2 separate regions of the Mus musculus genome follow, and region 1 is linked to region 2. A link is a contact called in public Hi-C data. All regions are on one chromosome and are shown on one strand. Each heading gives the region's core, a stretch centred on a gene start, on an enhancer-like site or on the middle of the called end of the contact. The rest is flanking DNA. Distances are from core to core; before and after follow the strand shown.

Region 1 (2,700 bases), core at 44-2,543, 400 kb after region 2:
ATCCAACAGCTGGATGTGCACCACCTCCGGCAGTGGGATAATGGCGGAGAGGACCCAGACGCCTGCGCACACGGCCCTCCGTATTCGGTGCTGGTGGCGCTGCCAGGAGGGAGAGGTGTTGGTGAGGGTGACGTAGCGGTCAATGCTGAGGCACGTCAGGAAGAAGATGCTGCTGTACATGTTGACAAGGTAGAAATAATGAATGAAGCGACAGGAGAAGCTGCCCCAGAGCCAAGTGTACTCCAGCATGACCTCCAGCATCCAAACAGGCAGAGACAGGATGATGCCCAGGTCTGCGATGGCCATGTTGAGGATGTACAGGTTCAGCATCCCCACCCGGCCTGAACGGCGGCAGTTGACACATATCACCAGGACGTTCTCTACTAAGCCTACCACGAAGATGGCCAGGTAGAAGACGAAGAGGACCACGTGTTTGGTGTTCTCGTTGAATTCTATGTGGCAATCGGTAAAGGTCTGGTTGAAGAGGTGGAGCAGCTCTGTCCAGTTGTGGATGTCTCTAAAATCATTGTCCGGTTCCAAGGTGGAGACGGGCCTGGGGCTGGGTATGACTGACATGAGGGCCAACTTGGGTCTGTTGGACAGAAGAGAGGGTTGGAAAAGAAGAAAGAGAGAGAGAGTCCCTGAGAAGGCAGCCTCTGTCTGCCCCCATACCTCCAACTAAAAGGCCTCAGGGGCCTGGGGGAACTCTCTGGCTGAGGGAAGGTGAGAAAAGCATGTTTAGGACTCAGATTATGTCTGCGTTAGTTTGACCCAAGAACAGACATTTTGTAGGAAAATTGGTGTTACTTGTACCCAACAAGGTTTCTTCCCAGCAATTCCAGCTTACTAGCATCCCCAGTGGTCTCTAATTCTGATTCCCTCTTGAGATTTTACTAATTTAGTGCAATCTCCATTAGGGGTTCCTGTTCTGCCTTGCTATTTGGTCATAGGTTTGGGATACACAGACACACAGACAGACACCCACCCACCCCTCACACCTCTGAGCTGCCCCTGGGAAAATCTTTGGATCCCATGGGAAAGCCATTTGTCTCCAGTCCCTGACTGTCATCTTCCCAGGGAGAGTTCAGCACTCACCTGGATTTCTCTTGGGAGCACCTGTCCCGGGGAGCCTGTGGATGGGGCTGTTAGTGCCAGGAGGCTGCAGAGGCAGCTTTGCGGAGCAGGCGCTGCTGCTGGCTCCAGGCAGCTCTGCTTGCCTGCAGGAAGTAGCTGTCACTTGCTGAGGCTCTGTGGGAGAGGGCTGGGGTTTTTCCTGTATCCTCCCAATCCAGTCAAAGGGGACGGACATCCGAGAGACTGACAGTGTGTGTATGTGTCAGGGGTGGGAGTGGGGAGATGGCCAAGCTGCGAGCATTGAAACCCAGACTCAGTAGCCGTACAGATTAGCCTCCTTAAGTCTCGGTTCTTCTCACCTCTGCAAAATGGGGCAACCAAAAAAACAAAAACAAAACAAACAAAAAACCAAAAAACCCAACAACAACAACAACAACAACAAATAAAACAAGATCTCATGGCAAATTTCTTTTTTCTTTGTTTTTATTTTTTTAAAGTTTATTTTATGTGTGTGAGTTTATTTTGCCCACATGTACATACAAGTAACACATTTGTGCCTGGTCACCGAGGAAGTCAGAGGAAGTCTGATCTCTTGCAACTGTAGCTGTGGATGGTTGTGAGCCATCACGTGGGAGCTGGGAACCAAACCCAGGTCCTCCGCAAGAGCAACAAGTGCTCTTAACTGTCTCTCCAGCCCCCGGGGCCAATTTCTTATATGAATACAGAAATGCATGCTTTCATTTCTCTTGATGGCTTAGAGTCTCTCTCCCGTGTGTGTCTGCAGTGACAAGGACAAAACCACACTGCAGTCACTCCGGGCTTCAATGTGTCCCCTTTCATGGTTACAACCCCCTGCCCCACCCCCACCCCCAGAACTTCCATTTTGGAATCAAAGGTCTGCTGATGTGGGGAGCTTCTCAACATGTTGGGGCCCAGAGTTCGGCTGTTTTACACCAGGCACATGGCACACGGCTGACCGTCTGGACCTGAATCTGCATTTGGTAGGATGTACAGACAAGGGTGTGCCAACTGCAAGGGATTAAAGATATGACTGAGATCCTCATAACAATATTAGCCATTTTAAAGATTTCCTATTTGTTTGTTTGCTTGTTTGTTTGTTTTTTGTGTGTGTATGAATGTGTAAGTGTGTGTTGTGTATGCCTTGTGTATGCTAAGAGTCCAGAAGAGGGTGTTAGATCCCTGGAGCCAGAGTTACAGGCAGTTGTGAGTCACTCCATACGGGTATTGGAAACCAAATTCAGGTCCTCTGAAAGAGCAGCAAATGTTCCTAGATGCTTAGCCATCTCTCCAGCCCCCAAATTCTCTGAACAGCTCAATGGCATTTCAGCACATGTTGTGCAGGCTAGCTGACGCAAACTAGCCTCAACAGAGAAAATGCCTCCATAAGATCTGGTTCTAAGACATTTTCTGAATTAGTGACCAGTGGGGAAGGACTCAGCCCATGGTGGGTGGGTGGTGCCATCCCCAGGCTGGTGGTCCTGAGTTCTATAAGAAAGCAGGCTGAGCAAGTCCTGATGAACAAGCCAGGAAGCAGCGCCCCTCCATAGCCTCTGCTCTGCACCAGCTCCTGCCTCCAGGTTCCAGCCCTGTTTGAGTTCCTGTCCT
Region 2 (2,700 bases), core at 19-2,518:
TCTCAGGCTCACAGGTGGGAGTCCTCCTCCTGGCCCGACCTGCTCCAGGTTCATTAGCTCGGATCTTAAGTTCCAAGAAGGGACGTTGCTGTCCCGCTGTGTCCAAGAGCAGCCGTGGCAGTCCCGCAGCGGTGCTGTTAAGGTCCAGGGGTCTAAATTCCAGTTGGAGTTTCACGACGCCAGAGTCCTCACTCCGCAAGCCGCTAGAGGGCAGAGTCAGGGCGTGCCAGCCAGAGGAAGTGGTTTGGTGCTCAGCTAGGAAGGTGCGGAATCCTCGGCACCTAGTGGTGCCGCAACGGAAGATCCTCAGGTACAGAGTGCCCGGAAAAGAGGGAGGCACATGCAGCCAGAGGCGGGCATGGTACAGGTGGTGGGACCAAAGAGGGGACAGCTGGAAGGTGAGCATGGAGCGGTAGGTTGAAGTGGATTTGTCTGCTCAGACAAAAACAAAAACAAACAAACAAAAAAGCAAATTAAAACATGAACAAAGCTTCTCTCTGACACTCGGCCACCCTACCCAACCATCCCTCATCTCTCATACAGACCTCTGCAAAGGGCCTGGACGGCCTGTGTCCCCAGCTCTTTCTCTTGCCACACCCCACGCCTCCTGCCTCCCCTGCAGGCCTCTCCTTGTGTCTCCTGTCCCCGGTCTCTCTCCCCTCACCCACCTATGATGGTAGCAAAGCTGATGACTTTCTCTCGGTTGCCAGGGACCATGCTCTTGGGCTGCAGTCTCCGGAGGGCTCTGGTCAGTGCTGCCTGGGGCAGAGGCCGAGTTATTCTGGGACGGCTGGTTAGGTGCAGTCCCTCCAGGATTTGCTGCTTGGCTAGCTCCAGGACCAGAGCGCGTTCTCCTTGGGGTGCCAGTGTTGGGCCCCCACAGGACGGGCACGCAGATCTTGTACTCTGCACCCACACCAATGCCCACAGCAGTATTAGCCAGAGCTGGGCTTTTGGAAGCTTCATGCTCCAGGTAGATGGCTCTGCTTTGAGAACCTCGAATGGGTGGCAGTTTTATGAGTCTGATTTCCCAAAGAGGATACAGAAGCAGCAGCAGCAGCAGCAGCAGCAGCAGCAGCAGCAGCAGCAGCAGCAGCAACAGCAAACCAGTGTCACAGCTACCCTTGACAAAGAGCAGACCAAGCTACTTGTCCTCAATAGCCTAGGACTCAGGAAGACTGAGAGTAGATCGCCTGGTGGGGTAGCTATGTGTGACCCTCACAGTTCATGACTAACTACTGGCAGGGCCTCTTTAGAGCCAGTTGCTTGGGATCCCTCACCTAGCGGTCAACCAGCAGACCTACCCTCTGAACCTTAGGATTGGCCAGCTGCGCTGCCCATCAGGCCCCTGCAGGGGGTGGAGGGCTCCCCCGGGACTCGAGTTTCACCATCTGGGTGTGGTGGCTTGAGGTAGGGGTATGGAGGTGCAACGTGGACATGCATGATGCAAGAAAGAGGATGATTTCACACGGTCAGTTCCCAAGGTCTGGGATTCAGGTGAGGGAGTCCATAGGAGCCAGGTGGGGATGGGCGGTGGCTCCTCAGTATGCCCTGACTGACTTCCGAGCTTGAAAACGGAAACCGTTTTATGAGGCTGTTTCAGTGGGTTAGTTCTCGGGGTTTCCATGTCAGAACAATAATTCTAGCGTTCAAGCCGAGTTAGGTTTTAGAAAGGGTGGTTTAAAAAAAAAATGGAGTCCTCTTGATCAGGCCTAGGTGGCAGTGCCACGGGACATAGAAATTACCTTTTGACCCTGCCTGTGCTGGCTGCCCAGAGTCCACCTGGGGGAGGGCCAGAGCAGGGATGAGGACATCTTCTGTGATGTCTGGGGAAACCCGGCCAGGTGGGCTCGTGGTGATGCAATCTTACAGCAGAGCAGAGTCCGGCAGAGCTGGCAGAAGGGCGAGCGCCTTTGAAGCACCTGTGCCTGGTAACTACTGCCTTTAGGGTACTGTAGGAGTTGGCCAAATCTGAGGCAGCCCAGGAGTGGTGCCAGGCTTCTGGTAATGTAGTTGGAAAATGGAAATTTAAGGGACCTAGGGGACAAAGCCGGAAAAGCCGCCTCAGGTCTTGGTCATCCAGGCTTTGTTTTATTTTTGCTTGTTTGTTTGAAAGATTTATTTATTTTATATATGTGAGTACACTGTCACTGTCTTCAATCAGATACACCAGAAGAGGGCATTGGATGCCATTACAGATGGTTGTGAGCCACAACGTGGTTGCTGGGAATTGAACTCAAGTCCCCTGAAAGAGCAGCCAGTGCTCTTAGCCACTGAGCCATCTCTCCAGCCCCCGACTTTGTTTTTTAATGTGTGCGCATGTGTGTGTGTGTGTACGCGCGTGCTCGTGTGTGTGCATGTGTGTGCTTGTGTGCACGTGTGTGTGCTCGTGTGTGTGCATGTGTAAGCTGGAGCACAGCCCTGTGTGCCATCCCTAGGGACGTCATCCACCTACCTCCTTTGAGACAGGACATCCTTGCTGGTCTGGAACTCACTAATTAGACTACACTGGCTGGCCAGTGAGTCCCAGTGTCTGCAACGCTGGGATTGCATTTCTACCTGGGCTCTGGAGACTCTAATGCAGGTCCATGCGCTTGTAAAGCAATAGCTTTATCTACTGAGTTATCTCCCAACATCTGACCTCCCCCAACCCCATTATAGGCTCTCTTTGTGTAGCCCTGGCTGTCCTGGAACTTGCTC

What was found. A called contact is a pair of places that touch in the nucleus more often than the background predicts.
Region 1: a Hi-C map of liver shows a contact between it and region 2, with 2.4 times the contacts expected there. The contact joins the promoter of Gpr182 here to the promoter of Inhbe in region 2. A contact is called at or near these places in 2 of 39 promoter capture datasets (both in liver) and 1 of 484 Hi-C or Micro-C datasets (liver).

What each region holds. Positions count from the first base shown.
Region 1 is chr10:127,750,505-127,753,204 of GRCm38.p6, forward strand. Gpr182 (G protein-coupled receptor 182) reads right to left here and starts at 1,294. Exons shown (of 2, transcript NM_007412.2): 1 at 1,096-1,294; 2 at 1-592. The coding sequence starts at 576.
Region 2 is chr10:127,350,580-127,353,279 of GRCm38.p6, forward strand. It overlaps Inhbe (inhibin beta-E), which reads right to left and starts at 1,269. Exons shown (of 2, transcript NM_008382.3): 1 at 669-1,269; 2 at 1-432. The coding sequence starts at 966.